3 separate regions of the Sus scrofa genome follow, and all the other regions are linked to region 2. The links are chromatin contacts, called in public Hi-C maps. All regions are on one chromosome and are shown on one strand. Each heading gives the region's core, a stretch centred on a gene start, on an enhancer-like site or on the middle of the called end of the contact. The rest is flanking DNA. Distances are from core to core; before and after follow the strand shown.

What was found. A called contact is a pair of places that touch in the nucleus more often than the background predicts.
Region 1: a Hi-C map of liver shows a contact between it and region 2, with 4 times the contacts expected there. The contact joins two enhancer-like sites. A contact is called at or near these places in 1 of 47 Hi-C or Micro-C datasets (liver) and 1 of 2 datasets of contacts at active chromatin or transcription factors (skeletal muscle).
Region 3: a Hi-C map of liver shows a contact between it and region 2, with 7 times the contacts expected there. The contact joins two enhancer-like sites. A contact is called at or near these places in 2 of 47 Hi-C or Micro-C datasets (embryonic fibroblasts and liver).

What each region holds. Positions count from the first base shown.
Region 1 is chr14:15,670,291-15,674,235 of Sscrofa11.1, reverse strand. No RefSeq gene overlaps it. Among named protein-coding and RNA genes, the nearest start is that of HPGD, 46 kb to the left of the region's middle. Within about 2 kb of position 1,550, at least 1 of the 83 cell types and tissues checked has an H3K27ac peak or open chromatin away from gene starts, as enhancers often do. A contact at or near this core is called in liver, where this site is marked.
Region 2 is chr14:15,527,621-15,531,152 of Sscrofa11.1, reverse strand. It overlaps GLRA3 (glycine receptor subunit alpha-3), which reads right to left. Exons shown (of 12, transcript XM_021074190.1): 7 at 2,326-2,408. Among named protein-coding and RNA genes, the nearest start is that of HPGD, 190 kb to the left of the region's middle. Within about 2 kb of position 1,627, at least 2 of the 83 cell types and tissues checked have an H3K27ac peak or open chromatin away from gene starts, as enhancers often do. A contact at or near this core is called in liver, where this site is marked.
Region 3 is chr14:15,731,957-15,735,658 of Sscrofa11.1, reverse strand. The region is part of intron 4 of HPGD (hydroxyprostaglandin dehydrogenase 15-(NAD)); the gene reads right to left. Among named protein-coding and RNA genes, the nearest start is that of HPGD, 15 kb to the right of the region's middle. Within about 2 kb of position 1,313, at least 9 of the 83 cell types and tissues checked have an H3K27ac peak or open chromatin away from gene starts, as enhancers often do. A contact at or near this core is called in liver, where this site is marked.

The DNA.
Region 1 (3,945 bases), core at 301-2,800, 140 kb before region 2:
TTATGAGATCGGATAGGCTAGGGACAGACTGGGAGAAAAGTTCTGTAACTTATTTATCTGACAAAGAATATGAAGGGAGACTATTGAAGGAACTGCTAGAAATCTATAAGAAAAACTGAACGTCTAATAGAAAATGGGCAAAAGACTTGAACAGGAACATCACAAAAGAGGATATCCAGGAGTTCCCACTATGGCTCCGTGGAAATGAATCTGACTAGTATCCATGAGGACACAGGTTCGATCCCAGGTCTTGTTCAGTGGGTTAAGGATCCAGTGTTGCCATGAACTGTGGTGTAGGTGGTAGACACAGCTCAGATCTGGAATTGACACTGAGTCCTTGAATGAAGCATCACCGCTCTAAGGAATGTATCAAAAGATATGTACACAAACTTTCACCACACCATTCTTTGTATCAAAACTATCTCCAGGGAGTTCCCTGGTGGTCCAGCAGATTAAGGATCCTGTGTTGAAACTGCTGTGGCTCATGTTTGATCCCTGGCCTGGAAATTTCCTTATGCTACGGGCACAGCCAAAAAAAACCCCCCACTATTTTATAAAAATAAAACAAAATAGATGTCAGTTAATAATGTAATGGACAAATAAATTATGGTAAAATTATACAATGGAGTATCAAACAGCGATAAAAAAGAACAAACCATTTTGTGCTCCACACTTTGATAACATGCTGACTATCATGTTGAATGAAAAAAGCCAGACATAATGTGCTACATTTTAGATGGTTCCATTGGTAAAGTTCAAAGACAAGCAGAATGAATCTCAGTGTGAGAAATTCAGGTCACCAGCAGCAGAGTAGTTACCAGAAGGAGGCACCCATGGGAAATTAGAAAACATCCCGTTTCTTGATTTGAATGTTGATTTTTGAAAAACCATCATGTTATGCAAACTGCAGACTTTTGACTTGTGCATATTTCTTTCTTTCTTTCTTTCTTTCTTTTTTTTTTTTTTGCATTTTAGGGCCGCACTCATGACCTATGGAAGTTCCCAGGCTAGGGGTCAAATCGGAGCTACAACTGCCAGCCTACACCACAACCACAGCAATGCAGAATCCGAGCCACATCTGGGACCTACACCATAGCTCACGGCAACGCCAGATACCCTACCCACTGAGCAAGGCCAGGGATCAAACCCGAATCCTCATGGATACTAGTTGATTTCATTTCTGCTGTATCACAACAGGAACTCCGTGACTTGTGCACATTTCTTTGTATAGATTATTATGCCAGTAAAAAGTTGTTTTTTTTTTTTTTAATTAAGTCATTCACAAAGTTAGTATTTTGTTTTTGGTGACAGAAAATCATTTGTGATACATGTGGCAGCTGACTGACCTGGTGACTGGTGACAATGTCTTTGAGGTGAACCCCTGCGAAAGCACCTGTGTCTCTGCTGGGGTTGGGGTCTCCACCTTCTTCCCCTCCCAGCCGGGGAAAATAAGCAAAAGTGGCTGTTCCGGCCAGACACTTAGCTCCACATGTCAGCTTGTGGAAAATAACCAGTCCGCATGCACAGGTCACTGTCCTGTAAATCTGTCTCCTTCGCTCTATTTTAAACATTCCCTCTCTGGGCTGCTCTCTCTGGATCATGTCCTTTGTTGGAATTCCTAGCAGTTGGCTGGGACTTAGCTTTGCTTTAAAGTTTCAGTGTTTCCTCTTTGCCTGGGCTTCGTGCTTCATGCTCCTTAGCATTGGAATAATCTGGATCAATACCCACACCCTTCCTCCATCCTGTGCCCTGGGATCCTGTCTTTTTCAGATGCAGTAAAACTCAAAGCATCATCGTATAGAGAAGGACTACTATTACCTAGCGATTAACTGTGGGGTCACGTCATCTCAGAACGGGCAAAAAAGAAGTTCCCATTGAAACTCAATCAGTTTACAATATGAGCAGGATTTGAATAGGAGCAAACATACAGCAAATTTTTTCCTTCTCCCTAAATGCTCCTTTTGACTTAATCTGTCAGATTGTTCCCTCTCTCCCTGGCTGAAGATCCCACAGCTTTTCCAGCCACTCTTAGGAGTTAATGAATAGTATCATTTTTTTTTTTTTAGCAAGTAGAAAGTACAATCCAGCCCAATGGAAAACCATCAATTTCTCATCCTCTCCTTCCCCAGCTTAGTTCTGCTGCAGAAAAATCTGGTAGGAAGGTGGATCCTGGATTTTCGTTTGTCCTGCACTCTTTCACCATCTTTTTCTCTTACTTCTTTCCCTCCACTCACCGTGCAACCTCTGACTCTTCAGGAGTTGGGTGTGAAAGTGGGGGCTGGGCAGGGAGGGATGTTCAAGGGCACACAGTAATTCTTACTTGCCTGGGGCAGGTACAATCTTGCAGTGGAGCCCTCTGGAGTGGACCATTCTGAGGTGGGTGATGTGTCTCCCAGCCTCCATCCCTGGTTTCCGGCAGCCACCCCACACTGACTGCCTCTGTTGGGTCTCTTATTTCTAGACAGTTCTCTCAGGTGTCTCCTTTCCAGGGTGACACAAGCTCTGAGCCTTTCATATAGCCCCCGCCTGGTCCATGGAACAGGACCTGCAGCTCTGGAAGAGGAAACCAGGCTCCAAGCACTTCGGGTTCTTGCCACAGGTGGCTCTAATAAGCCTCTTGCCTCTAGACTTCTTGAACATGAGTCAGGTACCAGACCCGCATTCCTCAATTTCCTGAGGTCCAAGGATCAACCCCAATTCATCTTTTTTACTTAGTATGGGGGTTTAAGGCTGGAGGGGGAAGGAAAGCATCCATGGGCTGTTCTTATACTGAAAACATTCACAAAAAATCCATGCTGTGCTATCTCTCAATTTGCAAGCCTCTTCTTTTTTTCTGTCTTTTTGTCTTTTCTAGGGCTGCACCCGCGGCTTATGGAGGTTCCCAGGCTATGGGTCTAATCAGAGCTGTAGCCTCCAACCTGTGCCACAGCCACAGCAACATGGGATCCGAGTTGCCTCTGTGACCTACACCACAGCTTACAGCAATGTCAGATCCTTAACCCACTGAGTGAGGCCAGGGATTGAACCTGCAACCTCATGGTTCCTAGTTGGATTCATTAACCACTGAGCCATGACGTGAACTCCAAGCCTCTTCTTATATACATTTGAGAAAACAAAATAAGAAATTATGGTTCGTGGGAATTTTTTTAAACATTTTAGTAAGTTTTACACAGATGCTAGAACTTCTTTTTAGATTGTGTGGATCCTTGAAATCCTCTGTTCTCTACTGTGGAGGCTCAGCTGAGAGTAAGAAAAGAAACATATGTTGTACATATGTGGCAAAATACACGCCATGGTGGCAGAAAGGTCTTACAACAAATTTATGATAGGAAAAACATTAACCATAAGAGGTTTGAAATTTAATGATAAAAATGTTTACTAATGAAAATATTATCATTTATGATACTAACACAAAGCATGTAATGGTATATCAATTGAATGTGAGCTATACTGCTTTTTCTTTACTTAACAAAAGTTTGAAGATTTTCTCTTTTTACTAGTGTAGCCGTATTTATGTAACTATCTCATCATTGTCCTTTGTAGTAGGGTAAGAAATAGGGAGTTCCTGTCATGGCTCAGCGGTTAAAGAACCTGACTAGGATCCATGAGGATGCGGGTTTGATCCCTGGCCTTGCTCAGTGGGTTAAGGATCCAGGCTCGCCGTGAGCTGTGCTGTAGTTTGCGCACCCAGCTTGGATCCTTCATTGCTGTGGCTGTGGCTGTGTCTGGCAGCTGCAGCTCCAACAGCTTTAGTTCTAATTTGACCCCTAGCCTGGGAACTTCCATATGACCCAAGGACGACTCTAAAAAGCAAAGAAAGAAAGGAAGAAAGAAAGAAAGAAAAAGTACGCAGCTGCAATTTATCAAGCAAAACACTCATTCTCTTTTTCTTTTTGCTATGCCTGCGGCATGTGGAATTTTCTGGGCCAGGGACTGAACCTGCAC
Region 2 (3,532 bases), core at 378-2,877:
AGACGCAGATGCAGCTCAGATCCCACATTGCTGTGGCAGAGGTATAGGCTGGCAGCTGCGGTTCCGATTTGTCCCCTAGCCAGGGAACTTCCATATGCTGCAAGTACAGCCCTAAAAAGCAAAACAAACAAACAAAAAACAACTCCCACGTGAAAGACATACCCCCCATAGCAGGAAAAAAGAAATGTTCTCCAACAGGGGATCAAAACTGAGAGAATTCTGTACAAACCGACTTTGTTAAAATAATCCAGCTCTTCCTTTAGCTTCCCCACACAGTCTGGCTACTCTTCCACAAGTGCTTCTCTGTTGAGCTTGGTATAAAAGCATTTGGGTTTTGCCATTTCCTTGTCTATTCATTTCCTTATGGTGGATTCCCACCTCATGCAAAACTTATAAATTTGTATCCTTTTCTCCTATTAACCTGTTTTATCTCTTTAATTTTCAGGCCCAGCATAAGAAGGTAAAGATAACATGTTACATCCTCTATAGCATCGACCTGTATTGTTTTCACCTTCCACATGTTCCTTTTCGTCCCTGTTTGTATTCTTTCTTTCTTCTTCTGTTTTTTTGGGGTTTTTTTTGTTTTTGCTTTTTAGGGCCACACCTGCAGCATATGGAAGTTCCCAGGCTAGGGGTTGAATTGAAGCTGCAGCTGCTGGCCTACACCACAGCCATAGCAACACCAGCTGCGTCTGTGACCTACACCACAGCTCACTACAACGCAGGATCCTTAATCCACTGAGCAAGGCCAGGGACTGAATCCACATCCTCATGGATCCTAGTCGGGTTCATTAACCACTGAGCCATGATGGGAACCCCCCCCCCCCACTTGTATTCTTTTCCTCAGAATGTTATGAAATCTTCCTAAGTAAGGTTTGGTTCATCTGGCTGAATCTTTAAGAACATCATATTGACCAAATCATTTTCTTGCTCCTAAATCTTGAACAGCTCCTCACTACTGGATAACATCCAGCATCCTTGGTTCAGTAATGAGGGAACCAGTCTGTCTCAGACTAGTTTTCATACAATTTTTTTCTCAATACTCTCCCATGTGCTTAATTTTGTCTCCAAGATACAGAATCAAACTGCCCTCAAAATGCCTTCATGGTCCAGTTGGAAATCTACACTGCTGGGAATATTGTATTTTTCTTCCTCCATTTTTATTGCTAAATAGTTCCCCCAACTAAAACTACATTTTTATCTTCTTTCATTTAATTTAGTAATTTATCCATGGGTATGCTTAATATTTAAGAACTACTTAGAAAAGTAGTGTATTTAAATTTAACAAAAAAAGAGTTATTGTCAGAAAGAGGTATTTCCACTTCCTTACTTTAAGAGAAACCAAACAAGGAGGAATGAATCCTGCCCCCACCCCGCCCCGCCACCCTGTCCCCACCCCCCATGAGTTAGGCATGCCATCTAGTGGCGGATCCACCGCACTACAGACCTGGCCTCAGGCCAGCTAGTCTAAAGATCCACTTTCAAATTTTTCTCAAAGAATATGTCAAACAGATATTTTTTTTCCCTTATATAGCACAGTACCACAAGAAAAATACTGCATAATGCTTACTCTTTGTAAAATGGCACTAAACAATGAAAACCCATTAAGTTGGGCTGATTATACAGAGATAAGTTCAGAGAAAGAGAAGACCTGAAGTTTTCATGTGTTAGCATTAATCAGTGACGCACACAGGTCCACTTTGGAAGAAGAAATTTAAAGAAACGCCTATAAGCTTGGATAAATCTCTGATAAAGGGTGAGAAAAGTCTTTCCTCCTTGGGATAACATATGAAACACAGCCAGCAGTGTCATCACTGAATAAATATTACACGAGGGTTTGGCAAAATGGTTCAGAGTAAGCATAGCCTTTGAAGCCAGATGGATTATTATGATCACTTCTCTAAACTGGGGCACAATCACTAGAAATTACCATTTTCACATGTTAAAATGTGGGGACAACATATTCGTTGTGAGTATGAGAAATAATATCTTTAAAAGGTTTGGACTACAGCAAGGCATCCAGTAAAAAAATAGTAGTCTTTGATGGTTATCATCCTTTTTACCTCTGATGATTTGTAGAGAGAAAATAGCTATTTGTTTCAAGCTTAAAAACTATTATTTCTATTCCTGAATTTATTTCTTTATCACAGTATGGAGTACATGTGCTCATAGACACCATTCCTTTCCATACCAGATGGAAGATAACTCCTATTTAGTAAATATTGGGCAAAAACAATTACAAAACAAATTATCTATGTAACTCATTAAATATATTATCTACTATTTTTTTTAAAGTATTCAGAAATATAAGTTGTTTCTACTTACAACTTTCCAGCTGCATGATACAGGTCTGTACATCCATTGGAAAATTCTTGAGATCCATTGGACAGGAGAGAGTCAGGGTCAATCTGAAAGAAGTAAAGTAATTATTTTAAAAATAAATATATAATATCATATTAATGTTCTATTTTTCAAGGTACAACTAGAAAACAATGTTGCTTGGTCATGACTAACATCTATTCAAATAAAATTTGCTCTACTTGGGTATGTTATTTAATGTGAAATAGCTGTATCCTTTGACATAAATCCAGTGGGGTTTTTTTTGGGGGGGGGAAGAAAAGCTGTACATATAAATATCCGATCACATGTATTTATTTATCTAATTAAGATTTCCTTTAGAGAGGGCTGCAGATGTCTAAGAGAGATCTATATTTTCAGAAAAGACCCTGAAAGAGATATTTGAGGGTGAGTTTTTATAAACTTAATACCAGAGGCCAAAAGACACACTTGCCCAGAATCGCACTGACAGCATCCTTGAAGAGACAAGCAGAGCCAAGGTCTGGAGTTTGAACAAGAGAAGGCTGGGTACTGGCAAGAAGACCTGGGTGACAACTTTCATCATCTTTGTAACTACACTGTAAAACTTGTTAGTGAACATCCAGAGGGGAAAAACTCTGACACTAAGTGAAGTCAGTCAGAGAAAGACAAATACCATATGAGATCATTAATATGTGAAATCTAATGAAAAATGAAACAAAAGAACTTATTCACGGAACAGCAACAGACTCAAAGATTTTGAGACCAAACTTATTGTGGGGAAGGATGGATTGGGACTTTGGGATTAGCATGTACACACTACTATATATGAAATCCATCGGTAACATGGACCTACTATATAGCTCAGGGAAATATATTCAATACTCTGTGATGACCTATATGGGGAAAGAATCTGAAAAAAGAATGGATAGATGTGTATGGCTGTTCACTTAGCTGTACACCTGAAATTAACACAGCATTGTAAGTCACCCATATATACCCCAATAAAATTTCTAAAAACATAAACAAAAAAACCCTCTGAATCTGAAGAACTTCAAAAATTTTCAGCATTAGAGAGAGGTTGCCTGTTGTGGGACTACGGCATTTCACCAGATCTTATCAAGGCCATGAGAGAGCCCTCTGGAATATGTGTGACACTGTGCTGACCACACAACTTCTGACTGGCCTTCACACAAAGTGAGATGCCCTTTAGGGG
Region 3 (3,702 bases), core at 64-2,563, 200 kb before region 2:
TTAAAACGTGGTAACTTGAGCCCTTCCACTGTGATGCAAACAGCAGGCCAGTTACACTGTTCTACATGCAACTTAGAGCTCAAGTGAGTGTGTCCCTGGGTGGTATTTGAAACACATTAAAAACTATTAGGATTTTCAAGTATTTTCTTGATATGCTAATGTTTTCAATTCAGACCTCCCTGATGTCACTCACACAATGCCACTTATTTCTGAGGCACAGAGAATGCCCCCCCCACTCCCCCCCACCCCCCAACACCAAGACCTCACAAGTCCAGCAGGTGGGAGCAGGGCTGGTGAGCAGACTCCTTTTCCTATGACAATTGCCCTTCCTTGCCAGCCATTTGAAGTAACTAACTATATAAAAATCATCCTTGGAGTTCCCGTTGTGGTGCAGTGGAAACGAATCCACCTAGGAACCCTGAGGTTTCAGGTTTGATCCCTGGCCTCGCTCAGCGAGTTAAGGATCCGGCGTTGCCATGAGCTGTGGTGTAGGTTGCAGGTGCAGCTCGGATGCTGCATTGCTGTGGCTGTGGCTAGGCCAGCAGCTGTAGCTCCGATTAGACCCCTAGCCTGGCAACCTCCATATGCCATGCACGCGGCCCTTAAAAAAAAAAAAAAAAAAAAAAAGAGGCATCCTTGATTCCTGTGGGATGTCTTACGGGAACACAGCTGTTTGATTATCTGCATTAAATCAGACCTCACTCCTCCCTGTAGTTCAACTTTCTGTTTTTCAGTAGTTAAGGATGGGTTCAGCAACATGAGTGCAGATTTGCATATGATGTTTAAAGACAAAAACTCGTACAGAAGAGTCTGTGTGGTTAAGAGGGCTCCAGACCAGAGCATACCTGCCCTCCACACACTTAGGAATCACTCTCCACTTTAACTCCTTTCTATTTGTGAACCTTATTAATTGCATCTGATACTCGGTCTGCGTCAGTGGTCATTACTCATTAACTTCTCTGCCCAAACCAGTGTGTCAACTTAAGGTTTTACTATGACAGTAAATGATTCCACGCAATCCGTGCAAAAGATCATGAGGATGGACTCTGGCTGGGTTGAATATTACCCACTATTCCTCCAACAGAGGGAGAAAAGAGGAAACATCTGTGAGCAAGGAACCTTTGGAAAACACAGAAGAAGCAAGCACTAGGAATACTTCAGCTACGATTTTACTTGTCCATTATACTTCATATAAGCTGAGGAATTTTTTTAATTAAGAAAGAAAGCAATGACTTCCTCTGGTAACTCCGCACAGACATTTTTGGTCCTCTGACCTCTGCCAACATGCTGTGACTTCAAGGGTATAAAACTGCCGACAGTATTTCAGAGCAAAGTGCGAAGGTTTGAGATGTCCGCATTTATCTTCCACTATTACAAAATCCCCAAATGTTTTTCAAACTGATTTCATCATGGGAAGGATAGAAGCCCTTGGTGCATGGATAAAATACAAGACAAGATGTTTTAATACTTTTTTTTTCTGAGATGAGGGCACCTCAGTGTCAAAGCCCGGGGTGGAAAGAGGAGAGCAGGGTCTGTTCAGATGGGCCAGTGGCCACAAGGAAACGGTGTTGATGTCACAGGTAGGGAAGACGGGCGTTATGAAGTCAAATCGAGTATAATGGACAGAGACAAACGACTGAACTATTATCAATGGCGTCACGCTCTGTCAGGAGGAATTTATACCCATTCATTTACATCCATTCATTGTTTTAGCGGCACCATTAGAGAAAGAGCCACACAGCCTTCCTGTTATGGTCTCTGAGATAGGGGAGAAGAAAATTCACATCCAGGGCTGGGCCATGTGACCAAGAAAGCTCTTAGCCAAGAAAGTCCCAGTGGACGTCTAACTGTCAACCCTAAATTGCTCTTGTCCATGGCATGTTTTGACTTGCGATGTTGGTAAGTTCCCCAAAGGTTTCCAGGGCTTTACTCTGTGTGTGTCAAATGAGGCAAAGGCTTAAGGTTTAGTACGTCTAGTAAGTAGTCCTGAGATTAAAGTGGTGCCTGGCAGGCCTGAAGATACTAGCAAATCGTGCTGGCTTCATCAAGCTACAGGAATTCAGTTCCTCTTTACAGTTAGGCTGACTAGACACAGAACGAGAGACAGACAAAGCAGACTGGCAAACGAACCCATAGAAGAGAGAGATACAATCCCCTAAGACATAGGGGATCTCATCTTAGGCTGCTGGCATGAGAATTCTAGCATCACTGCTCCCTTGCTGTGTAAGCTCAGCCAAGATACTTAAGCTCTCCTGGCTTGGTCCCCTTATCTGCAAGTTAGAGATGACATAATCTACTTCCCAGGGTGGTTGAGCATAGTAAGTGAGATATCGCAGACTGGGTGTTTAAAACAGCATCATGAACTCCTAAACATCATGAGCTCAATGAATGTTAATTGTTACTACATATTTAAGTATTTTTATTGGATAAAAGGCAGTACTACATTGTATTTCTCTTTTCATGCTCTTTGGGGCAAGTAAGCCTCTTTTGGTATAGTATCTCTCCCAGGGAGTCTGGAAGCCATCTAGCCTTCCTGAGATTGAAATCAGTGCTTCTACTGATATAAGGTCAAGGGGATCCTTGTACAATGTTCATGGTTCTTCAAGTCTTACCAGCCCTCTTCAATTTCAGAGAGAATTCACGAAACTATCTTTTGATCACCACAGTCTCTTTTTCACATTTGTATGCTTAATAAACTATTACATATTTCTTAATTCCCTCATCATTTCTATATTTTTCTTAGGATTTCATTTCAAAATAGTGTAGATTTTGCCTTGACACTGTGTCTTTAGGCTTTCAGCCTCCCAGAATCTAAACTTTGGCCCTCTCTGGGGCCAAATATCTCTTTTTATTATTGCCTATGCTACCACTTTTTAATGCACTCTTACACTTGCAATGCTATCATTTATAAGTAGATGTCATGTTAGAAAGATTACCAGACACCCCTGAACAATCTATAGAGACAGGTCTATAATAACTCTAGGCATGACATTTTGTCTCGAAGCAACCCAGAAAAATGAGATGCTAGTATATTTTTGAAAACTCCTCAAGAGGGAGCTGTCCAAATTTCCATCTGTGCTAGGATCACAGTGGCTTAAGGATTCACAGAAAGATGAGAAAAAATGCTGAGCCTCAGACACTAATGTGGTCACAGGTATCTTCCAACAGACCCCCCCCCCCCATTGCTGCTAGAGCTGGAGGGTGGGTGTGGGGCAGGGGGAGGAGGTGACACCTATTCTGCTGTTTTCACAGTAACTGAAACCAACCAGATAACTGAAGAAAGCCTCACGCTGTTTTGACTTTAGACTTGCTGTCAGTATTGCTCAGGCATCTAAAGCTTCATGATTTCACTCCAGCTACTCGAGAACCATTAATAATTTTTTTTCCCTAGAATTTTCAAAGTAAAGTCTTCTGCTTCATAAGTTCCTGCCAAGGGTTTAGAGCTACTACTTACTGAGTAATATGATACCAGATGATCATAAACCACGCTGCCCTGAATCCAGCACGGTTTGAATTGCATGTCTCAGCAAGGATCTTCAGCTCTCCGCTGAAATCCATCCTTAGGCACCCAGCTAGACTGCATTTCCCAGAATCCCCCTGTCATTAGGTGAGGCTTGAGGTCAAAGCCCATAGGAAGGTGAGCTGAATGAGGTTTGCTGTTATGCTGACACTTAGGAGAGAAGTTATACCTCCCCCACCCCA